3 separate regions of the Mus musculus genome follow, and all the other regions are linked to region 3. Evidence: chromatin contacts called from public Hi-C and Micro-C data. All regions are on one chromosome and are shown on one strand. The core of a region is the stretch at or near the end of the contact, and the rest is flanking DNA. Distances in the headings are between cores, read along the strand shown. Region 1 has its middle 46 kb from the start of Gm13070. Region 2 overlaps Gm42354 (a long non-coding RNA gene). Region 3 overlaps Clstn1 (calsyntenin 1).

Evidence for each region. A called contact is a pair of places that touch in the nucleus more often than the background predicts.
Region 1: a Hi-C map of CD8 T cells shows a contact between it and region 3, with 2.1 times the contacts expected there. The contact joins two enhancer-like sites. A contact is called at or near these places in 1 of 39 promoter capture datasets (pre-B cells), 1 of 484 Hi-C or Micro-C datasets (CD8 T cells) and 1 of 115 datasets of contacts at active chromatin or transcription factors (memory CD8 T cells).
Region 2: a Micro-C map of the G1E-ER4 cell line shows a contact between it and region 3, with 2.2 times the contacts expected there. The contact joins two enhancer-like sites. A contact is called at or near these places in 5 of 484 Hi-C or Micro-C datasets (the G1E-ER4 cell line, the N1E-115 cell line, cerebellum and 2 more) and 1 of 115 datasets of contacts at active chromatin or transcription factors (embryonic stem cells).

Annotation. Positions count from the first base shown.
Region 1 is chr4:149,855,061-149,858,347 of GRCm38.p6, forward strand. No RefSeq gene overlaps it. Among named protein-coding and RNA genes, the nearest start is that of Gm13070, 46 kb to the right of the region's middle. Within about 2 kb of position 1,566, at least 119 of the 459 cell types and tissues checked have an H3K27ac peak or open chromatin away from gene starts, as enhancers often do. A contact at or near this core is called in CD8 T cells and pre-B cells, where this site is marked.
Region 2 is chr4:149,796,838-149,800,616 of GRCm38.p6, forward strand. Gm42354 (a long non-coding RNA gene) reads left to right here. Exons shown (of 3, transcript XR_881588.1): 2 at 3,475-3,636. Among named protein-coding and RNA genes, the nearest start is that of Gm42354, 8.0 kb to the left of the region's middle. Within about 2 kb of position 2,059, at least 53 of the 459 cell types and tissues checked have an H3K27ac peak or open chromatin away from gene starts, as enhancers often do. A contact at or near this core is called in the G1E-ER4 cell line, where this site is marked.
Region 3 is chr4:149,646,653-149,649,966 of GRCm38.p6, forward strand. It overlaps Clstn1 (calsyntenin 1), which reads left to right. Exons shown (of 19, transcript NM_023051.5): 18 at 114-298; 19 at 721-2,247. The coding sequence ends at 912. It overlaps Pik3cd (phosphatidylinositol-4,5-bisphosphate 3-kinase catalytic subunit delta), which reads right to left. Exons shown (of 22, transcript NM_001164052.1): 22 at 2,516-3,314. Among named protein-coding and RNA genes, the nearest start is that of Mir7023, 7.3 kb to the right of the region's middle. Within about 2 kb of position 1,594, at least 56 of the 459 cell types and tissues checked have an H3K27ac peak or open chromatin away from gene starts, as enhancers often do. A contact at or near this core is called in CD8 T cells, the G1E-ER4 cell line and pre-B cells, where this site is marked.

The DNA of each region.
Region 1 (3,287 bases), core at 316-2,815, 210 kb after region 3:
TTATGCATAGCTCCTGTCTTCTCTTTAAACAGAAACCTCATGTTAGAACCCTGAAGACGGGTTTATAGGGTACAGGACCTCTTTGTCCCTTTTCCTTACGTGGCCATGTCGCATGAATCTTCTTTTCTGCTTTTTACTGTTATTTGTTTCTGTAACTGACTCACTGGGGACAGGATGCTGAGTCTAGATTGTCAGGGCTGCTAGGACCTAGGCTCTGACCCCGGCAATGCCAGTAACGATAGAGCAGCCATTCTGCACTATGCATTGTGCAGATATTCCCAGTGGGTTGGGTTTCCTATGCGGATCGCACTATCTTTGCCACAAATGATAGCGCGGCTCGCTGATAAAGTTGAGCACCAGCTGTGCTAGGCAGTTGTTACTACTCATTAAGACAATAATCTAGGGCCCAGCAGGGAGCTAAGAACCAACTTGAAATTGAATCCTAGCCCCACTTTTTTTTAGATCTTTTTATACAATATATGCTAACCTTACTTTCCTCTTCCCCAACTTCTTCCAGATTCTACCCACCCAAATCCATACCCTTTCTTTCTCTCATTAGAAAAAAAAAAAAGGCACGTAAAAAGAAAATAGAATTCAAACAAACAAACAGGAAGAAGAGAGAGAGAGAGCCAGAAGTGCAAAAGAAACACGTACTGATGCAGAGACACACACCCACACGCAGAAATCCTGTAAAAACACAGAATCAGAAACCATACTGTATAAGCAAAGAGCCTCTTACCTCTTAATTAATATGTGATCTTACCTCTTAATTAATATGTGATCTTAGGTGAGCTAAGACCCTCTCTGTAGGTCAATTTAATGATTCTTAAACATATTCACAAGTCCACCTCCTGAGGTTTTGAGAGCTTTTCTATTTTCTTTTGTCTTCCCATCGATAAAATGGAAAAGTGTTGTGCATTTAAGGCCAGCCTGCTCTGTATAGCAAGTTGCAGGACAGGCAGAGCTACATAAGACCCTGTGTCAAAGGAAAAAAAAAAAAAAAAAAAAGGAAGTGTGTGGGGGCCTCAGCAAACCCAGTCCTTATAGGGAGGCCAGCTTTGCTAATGGGAAATCAGTCCCCTGTTCAGCACATGGCTTCAGTGGTCACCCACAGATTCCCAAATTATCATAAAAGCAGCTTTATCCAGACACTGCATTTTGTGAGTCTGCACTCGGAGGCCAAGTTATATTTAAGCAGAGCTTCCCCTCCAATCCAGACAGCGGCTTGAAAAAAAAAAAAAAAAAAAAAAAACCACCTATGTCCAGAAGCAAAAGAATGCCTTTCCTTCGCTTGCACGGTGACTTGCAGCTGACTATGGCTGGGAGTTGGAGGGTGGCCTAGAGCCGGGGCTGGATCCTGCCTGGGATCTTGTCTGAGGAGCCGCCATGTGCTGTCAGGTCTCAGAGCCAGTGTCTGACTTCCTTGTTACCACAAGGCCTGTGGTTTCCAACTCTGTCTGCATCTGAGTCCCACTTAACCAACAGCGGGAGAGAAAACAGACGCGAACGCCGGCAGCCACACACAGCCACCCAGACGCGCGCAGTCTTCAGAGGAAGTGGAGCACCAGGTGTTCTGGGTTTCCTGTTCGATGCTTCCACAGCTGGTTGAGTCTGTGGCTGTGGTTTGTCTGTCTAGGGCTCATGTGAAAGACAAACGCCTGGCTGACGGGAAACCTTCCCCCATCTCTGACTGATCAGTTATACAGAAATCTGGCAGATCAGAGATTTCCTGAAACACTCAGACCCGGATTCTCCCAGAAAGACGCCCAAGTCCCCCTCTCCCCAAGGAGCGGCCATAAGCTGTTGGGTGGCCTTCTTAGGACCTGGGGACAATGGAAAATACTTCAAATGTGCCATGATTTTGACCTGGTGAGCAAAAGGAGGCTGAGGCCAGGCTGCTTCAGACCCCAGTCCTGAGCCTGGCATAGAGTAGGCACTCAGAAAACACCTAACAAGGGCAGGCATGGTGGTAAATGCCTGTGGTCCCAGTGCTCAGAAGGCTGAGGCAGGAGGATGGATAGAGCCCAAGAATTGGAGTCCAGGTTTCAAACAGCAAGATCTTGTTTCAAGATAAAATAGGGGCTGAGAAAGGGCTCAGTGAGAGAAATGCTTGCAGCACACACATGGGAGACCTAAGTTTTTGTCCACAGAATTCACATAAAGGCCGGGCGTGGTGGTGTGTCCCTCTAACTCCAGCACTGGGATGGCAGGGTGTGTATGGAGGGAAGACCCTGGTAGCTTGGGCCACCAATCTGGCTGAAACAGCAAGTTTCAGATTCAGAAATAAGATGGAGAGGCAATTGAGGAGCGACCTACCAACCTATCAATGTAAACCTCTATATGCATCCACTTGGGCAAATATACACACACATTCACATGTGCATATATACCTTACACACATGCATACAGTCTCTCTCTCTCTCTCTCTCTCTCTCTCTCACACACACACACACACACACACACACACACACACACACAAGTAATACAACACAGCCACTCATGCAACATCTGGAGGAATAGCTGAAGGGTCCACTATGTCTCTGGGAGTTGGGTCTAAAAGCCCCGGCTTAGCATCATGTTTCATATGCAGCTTCGGATTTTAGCAGACAAGGCTTTGAGGCAGTGCTATGTTGCTGATTTCCTGATTGCAAGTCCTTTAAAGCCACAGGCCTGCTTTTCTTATCTGCGCAAGAGATACTGCTTCCTAGGGGTGCATGGATTTGCTTGGCAGAGTCATGCCCATAGCAACCCCTCAGTAAGGCTGGCTCCCTCTCTCTCCTTGCAATGATGCAGTTTATCTAGGGAGAGGTTACTAAGCAAACAGGGTGGAACAGATAACAGCCAGGTAACCATAGTAACGATGGTCCTGGGACACCTGCTTGTGGAGCATGGTGTACAGCAGGGTACTAATGTTTGCGGGGATGTGTGTGTCATCAGGCCATCCTGGGCCTCTAGGCTCTCTAAGGAGGCTCCTATTGTTCTCCTCTGGCTGTGCAGTGGGGTTAGGGGTTAGGGGTGAGTATGGCTTAGTCTCCTTAGTGACCACCAGCGGTTATTTTAATCCTTGATTGCTACTGTTACTATTCAGTATGCACTGGAGTCCCTTAACAAGGGTCCCTTGATGCAGCAGGCCTCACAGGTCTGTCCTTCACCTGTATCTCTGCCTATGAAATGCAACATCCGCAACTGACCGTGGACATCAGTTTTGTCTCTGGAATGGACCCATGAGGTTCAAGTGTCATCTCTGATATTTATCTGTGCAGTGTTGGGCAAGTTCATGTCATCTC
Region 2 (3,779 bases), core at 809-3,308, 150 kb after region 3:
AAAGCCACATAATATCTGATTCTATTTATGTCCGGAGTGAACAAACGCAGACACAGAAAGTGGATTAGCGTCAAAGGCTAGACGGGGGATGGGGGGTGGGGAGGGTGGGAGCAGTATGCTGGGCTGATGGCTACGGGGTATGGCTTGTTTGAGGAGTGATGCAATGTTTGAAAATAGATTGTGGAGGTTGTGTAACTCCATGAAGATACTGATGGCATTGGATGCTACAAGGGAAACTGGTGAATTGTGGGGCACCTGGATAACAGCTCGATAAAACTGTTTAGCAAAAGCCCAACTTCAAACAAAACCCTCTGATTAGTTAACTAACTAGTTAATTAATTAATTTTGGGGGCTGGGGATCATACCTAGGGTGTGCATGCTGGATAGGATTCCTGGAGCTGCTGGCCAGCCAAGCCTAGCTGAGCTGTATACCCCAGCCCCAGGAAATATTCATTTAGGTTAGAGTTATTCATAACAGAGGTGTTTCTATAAATCCCCCCAGGACTTCAGTCAGAGTCTGAGTCCCTTTCATGAACACAGTAGTTTGGGTGGAGTCCTTCCAGCCGGCTGGCACAGGGCCTACTGAAAGCTCACCCAAGGGTGTGTATGCAACTCTAGTGACATGCCATAGGTATCCCCAAGTCTCAGGCTGTGGGGTGAAGGGGATTGCATGGGAATAAGAAGGGAGCAAAGGGCTGGCAAGAAAGCCCAGCTGGCAAACTGCTTGCCTTTGCTGCAAGCAGGAGGACTTGGGCTCTATCCCCAGAGCCCATGGTTAAAAGCTAGGTGCTCTGGTGTGCTGGGGGTGCAGATAGGGTTCCTGGGACTGCTGGCCAGCCAAGCCTAGCATGATTGGCAGGCTCTAGGCCAAAGAAAAACCCTGATTTTTGTTTGTTTGTTTTGTTTTGTTAAAAAAAAAAACCAACCCAAGCAGGGACTAGGAATGGTTCAGTGGGTAGAATGGTCACTGGGCAAGCATGGGACCTAAGTTTAGATACCCAACATTATGCGAAAGCCGGGCATGATGGTCCCTGTCTATAATCCTTGCATTGGGTTGGGAGGAGGGTGTTGGGGATTAGGGGGGCAGAGATAGGCCAATCGCAGAACTTTCTGGCCATGGTGTCTAGATGAATGGTAAGCTCTAGGTTCAAAGGAGAAGACAGTGAGAGGAAGACACCTACCACCTAACACACACACACACAAACAGAGGAGAGAGAGAGGGAGAGGGAGAGGGAGAGGGAGAGGGAGAGGGAGAGGGAGAGGGAGAGGGAGAGGGAGAGGGAGAGGGAGAGGGAGAGGGAGAGGGAGAGGGAGAGGGAGAGGGAGAGGGAAAGAGGGAGAGGGAGAGGGAAAGAGGGAGAGGGAAAGAGGGAGAGAGAGAGAGAGAGAATTTTGCAAGCAAGCACTGCAGGGCTCTGGCTCAGCCAGATGAAGACACTATTGCGGCTACAGAGTTAGGAACAGGATCCAAGCAGCCAGCCTGGCAGCATCAGAGCCCATCTGAGGCAAGTGCCACACAGCTCCTGAGGTAGAGCAGCCTCCACAGTGAGGCATGGCACCTTCCCTGGTATCATCTTCTCACTGTCACCAGTGGGTGTGGAAAGAACTAGATTTAGTGACCCTCAACTCATCTGTTAACTGGTCCCTGCCATGAGCGTGTCCCTCAGTGGTTGGAATTTTGGTCCTCTGTGGTAATGTTGGGAGGTCATAGACTGTCTTACGCTCTAGGCGGCTGTCTCTTCTTCTCTCACATGCTCCTTTCAACAAGGGACCATCTGCATGTGAGTGAGAGATCCCATCTCAAAAAGCCAACAGCAACAATGGTAAATGACAAAGGAAAAGAGAGATGCAGGTCTGGAGTTCAGGGGTCAGAGGCAAGTAACTGTAGCTTTGTGACAGTTCCCAGGCCAGCTGGGAGTTTGTCTGCCTGTCTCACCAGAATAAACAAACAGGCTCCCGGGAAGTCACATGGGGCTGCCTCTCTCTGCTCCCAGCCTTCCTCCCAGCTAGCCTGGGAGCCATCAGTCCCTTGGGGGTGGGGGAGGCACTGGACTCTTGTTGGTGGGTGGTTCCTGTTGCAGTCACGCACTCTAGGCAACAGGTCTAGTTGTTAGTGAGTCTGAGCAGGGGTAGGACTTGTTTGTCTCATGCTCTGATTTTTCTCTCCACGCCCCTTTCCCCTCAGTGAGAATCTGCACTTGAACAAATCCCAGCTCAAACAATGAATGGGTCAGCATCTGTTTACCACTGCCTGACTTTTATCCCACTATCCCTTGGGACAAATATATCGACCATGAGTATCAAACGTGGGCTCATGGTGTGGGGGATGACCCTTAAAACATCTGCCCCTAACTGTGTCCTTCTTTAGACAGGGGCAGAATGGAGCTTTGTTCTTAATTTACAAGTCAGAAGGAAGTCCTCAGAGAAAGCGCCTTTCAGCACCGTCTCAAGATGGTGCCAGGATTTTCCCATTTACGGGTGGGGGGTGGGGGTGGGGGCTCTTCTACAAAAGAAATCACGAACTATTTTTCATAAAGACCACCCAGGCAGACTTTATAATACAGTTGAAACTTTTAAAAATATTTATTATTTTTAAATTTTTGAGTGCATGGGTGGGTGTGGGGGTGTGGGGTGCATGCACGCACAAAAGCACAATGCAGGTAACTTAGAGGCCAGAAGAGGGCAGATTTCTCAGAGCTGGCATTACGGGTGGTCATGAGTCATTCCTATAGGTGCTGGGAACCAAACAGTAAACCTACCATGTGTTCTAACTGCTGAGTCTCTCTCCAGTCTAGGAATTAATTTTTTTGTGTGGGGTCCAAAAAATGTCAGACTTTTGACCTCTCAGCTCTGAGGAGAGCTGGCTGGGCCAGGTGCAGCTGTCTTTCCTTAGCCTCAGAGGGAAGTGTGTGTGTGTGTGTTTGTGTGTGTAGAAGGCAGAAATTAAGAGTACATGTTTTTTTTTTTTTTCACTCAGTCTTCATATTTTTGAGACAGATTCTCTCATGGAAGTTTAGTAACTTTGTTAGGCTGACTTGCCAGTGAGTTCCAGAAGTCCACGGGTACCAGACCTCTGGCAGTCCTGGGACTCTAGATGTGCATCACATGACCGATGTGTTCACAAGGACATTGGTCATCAGAACGCAAGTCCTCGTGCTGGGCCGCAGGCGCTGCATTGACGGAGCCGGTTCCATGGTCTCTCAGGGGGTTTTTAAACTGAATAGTGATGACTGGTCTCGGGCAGTGGTCAGCCGTTGATGTGTTTACAATGGAAAGGAAGGGAAAGCGGGGAAGCTCTGACTGGCATCAGCGCCGGAGCCAGGGAGAGGTCATCGAAGCTGCAAGCAGCATCCTGGGTAGCCGCACAGGATAGCCGCTAAAGGGCGCTGGGATTGGCTGCTGTACTTCCCTGCCTCTCGGATCTGACCTTGACTCCTCTGTGACTCATTCATATCTCTTTCCACAACACTGCAGGGTCTGAGGACAGTGGCTGGCTGGATCTGGTTTACTTTTTTGTATTCCCAGAAGCAGGATGAAGGATCAGCCCAGTTTCCCAGGAAATGTGTGCGCTGTGGAGGCCGCTTGCTGTGGTCTCTGGGTTGTAGCAGAGCTCAAAGAGCTCAGAGTTAGAGAGAGGTAAGAAGCCGTGAAGGGGGGGGGGGGGCTGGAGAGATGGCTCAGCGGTTAAGAGCTCCAGAGGTCCTGAGTTCAAATCCCAGCTACAACCATCTGTAATGGTATCTGATGCCCTCTTCTGGTGTGTCTGAAGAGAGCTAGTG
Region 3 (3,314 bases), core at 344-2,843:
TTTGACCTACCTAGAGTAGTTGAGGAGGCCAAGGAGGGATGGGATGGGGGGAGCTCTTTGGGTGTAAGCAGCGTCACAAAAGCTGTGTGTCTGGTCTTCAAACCCCATGGCAGTTGTCCCCAGCACGGCGACAGTGGTGATTGTGGTGTGTGTCAGCTTCCTGGTTTTCATGATCATCCTGGGGGTGTTTCGGATCCGGGCTGCACATCAGCGAACGATGCGGGACCAGGACACGGGGAAGGAGAATGAGATGGACTGGGATGACTCTGCCTTGACCATCACCGTCAACCCCATGGAGGTAGGCACAGAAGGGCCAACCACAAAGCGCCACGGAGACCCAGACCCTGGTCATGTGCTTGCAGGTTGGGTCAGTGAGATTAGATTAGGGGGGTCACCTTCAGATGAGGAAGCCCTTGCTGAAGGCCTCCGTGAGTAGCATAGGCAGGCAACTGACGCTCTTGGCTTCTTTACCCCAAGATGTCCGTGGTATGACAGGACTAAGCTCCGCCCCTCTGCATTGAGCACCCCATCCCATGTGAGTGGTATCCATGTTGCTAATGAGAGCGTCACCTGCCGGGTCACTTTGGCGAGGCGACTCCCAGTACCACTCAGGCCCTTCTGTCACTGTGGGGTTGGCTGTGTTTTCCTTTGTGGCTTTTAGTAGATAGACACTGGGCGATGGGGCTACAGGCTAGATTTACGCCGTCGTCTCTTTGCCAGACATATGAGGACCAGCACAGCAGTGAGGAGGAGGAAGAGGAGGAGGAGGAGGAGGAGAGCGAAGATGGGGAGGAAGAGGAAGACATCACCAGTGCCGAGTCTGAGAGCAGTGAGGAGGAGGAAGGAGGCCCCGGAGACGGCCAGAATGCCACCCGACAGCTGGAATGGGATGACTCCACACTCAGCTACTAAACCCGCACTCAGCGCCTGCTCTCCAGACTCTCTCCCAGCCCCACGGGTCCACGATGTACAAAATCATTTTGACCAGCAGGTCTGCAGACCCTTCCCCCACTGCTCAAAGTCCTCCCGTGCTTGGTGTGTGGGACCACCGGCTCCACCCTCCCCGCCCATCACCATTGCAGTTTTGCTAGAAGCTGGCGCTTCCTCCCCAGGGCAGGGGCCCCACAGCACCTCAGACCCCAAGTGTGTCTGGAGTTCCCTGTCGGCCAGGGAGAGGACACCAGCACCTGGGACCTCCAGAGAAGCCGCACTGAGCGGACTTGTCGACAGAGGGTGAAAAATTACTCCCACGCAGTCAGTAACCATTTCTCTTATTTTTAAAAGTTTTTTTATTTTTTTTTCCCAAACTAGTGCATGTATAAAGTGGGAGAGCAGAGGGGGTTAATATGTAGATGGCCAACCGACTTTTTAATATTTTGTAAATAAATTGGGATTCTGTGTGTCCTCTGTGCTAGTAGTCCAGGACAGGAATGTAAAGTCAGAATGCGGGGCCAGGAGGGCCTCTTCCTCCCTCTTCCCTCCCAAGAAACCAGGTTGGAGAGGCCCAAGTCACTGGGGCCCACCCTTGCTAGGGTTTCCGTACAGCCACGTGGCCGGGGCCATGGCTTTCAAGTGCTGTCTGGGGGGGCCAGCCCCACGAGCCTCCAACCACATTAGAGGCTGGGAACAGCCAGGATGTTGCCAAAGCCCCTGGCCTTTCCTGTACACGCCTGTGACTGGCAGCCACATGGTTTCTGCTTATTAACGTGAGCCTCCCTGTTGGTGAAATGGTGTAGCTGGGAACGGACAGCAAAGGTGCAGGCGGTCAGGCTCCTCGCTTGGAAGACCACGGTTCTGAGCAAGTCTGCACAACAGCACCAAAAGGAGACCCCGAGGCCCAAAGATAAACTGCTACAATGCTCCAGAACAATCTTTTCTCTCCTCCCCAGAGGCCCCATGGGATGCCGCGTGCTGTTGGGTTTGGGCTAAGATCTAAGACCCAGCAGATAGGAGACAGCAGGTACCACCCACACAGCACAGCTCTTCATTCACAGTCAAGAGTTTAGACTGCTCCAGCTGGGACATCCAGTCCTCGCTGCTGTTGCTGCTAGTTCGAAGGATGCCGCCGTGCTGTCTGTGGCCGCCCTCCCATGTCCTGTCCCCTGTAGCTGCTTTCTTAGATGGAAACAGGCTAACGAAGAGAGGGACACTGTCGTGTCAGTAGCCGCAGGGTCCCCTTTAAGATGTGTATATCGACACTAGGTCAGAAAGTGTATGCGTTATAATAAAGTTCTGGTTCTAACTCCAGCCTGAGTGGGGTCCATTCTGTCATGTTTGTTGGGTACGGGTTGGGGCAGGGGTTGAGGGATTTATGAAGATAGGCTGGGCTCAAACTTAAAGCAATCCTCCTGCCTCTGCCTGCTCAGTGCTGGGATTACAGATGTCCACCATGCCGGGCAAGGATTATTAATTTTTATGGTACTAAGGAATGTACCTGAAGCTTTGCACTTCGCAGACAAGGGCTCAACCAGTACACTGTATCCCCCCAAGTCCCCTTGTTATTTGAGCCAAGAACTTAAGAACATAAAAACGTTTTTATTTCTTTTCACCTGTCTTTACCTGTTGTGTCAAGGTTGCACAAACTGGTCTCAGCCCCCATCAATGAGAGGAAAAAACTTAACAAAAAACCCGTCTTCCAGCCAAGTACACACCCAACCCAGAAAGGCCGAGCCTGTGCAGAATCTGCAGCCACACCAGAGAGCACCTAGACTCTTTTCAATAAATAACATGGCATACATACATACACACACACAGACACGTTTCCTATTTCAGAGTTGGTGGGGCAGACTAGGGGTTCAGCGGGTGCTGCGGAGGCACCACCGCTCACTGCTGGACCCTGGGCTCATCAACATGAAGGGGCTCCTTGAGCCATGTTCTGGGCTGCTGGCGAGACAGCGGTGATGGTTCTCAAAGTCTCAGAATGCTACCGGGAGATCCAGGTCCTGAGGTGGCAGCTGATACATGGAGATGTGCTTGGGGTGGGACGATAAGCATGTGCGACCCCTGAGCTGGGCTCTCTAAAAGCCGGGCGGGTGGCTGGCGTTTGGATCCCTGGGAGGAGGCCGAGACTGCGTTTCTCGAGTTCCTCTGACTGCCCAGACTACACTGAATTCCGTTCTCGTCCTTGCTCACACTTTTCGAGCCTAGCTCCCCAGCTGCCTTCTGCGATTTCAGCTCTGGAAGAGATCAGTCCTGTCCGTCCATAAAGCTGCCTTGTGTGCCCCTCACACGAACTTCGAAGAGGACTTCAATTCTGGCTGGCCCTTCGTCTTGATTCGTGACCACACGGAGCTAAATGGGGCACCGGTCTGAGT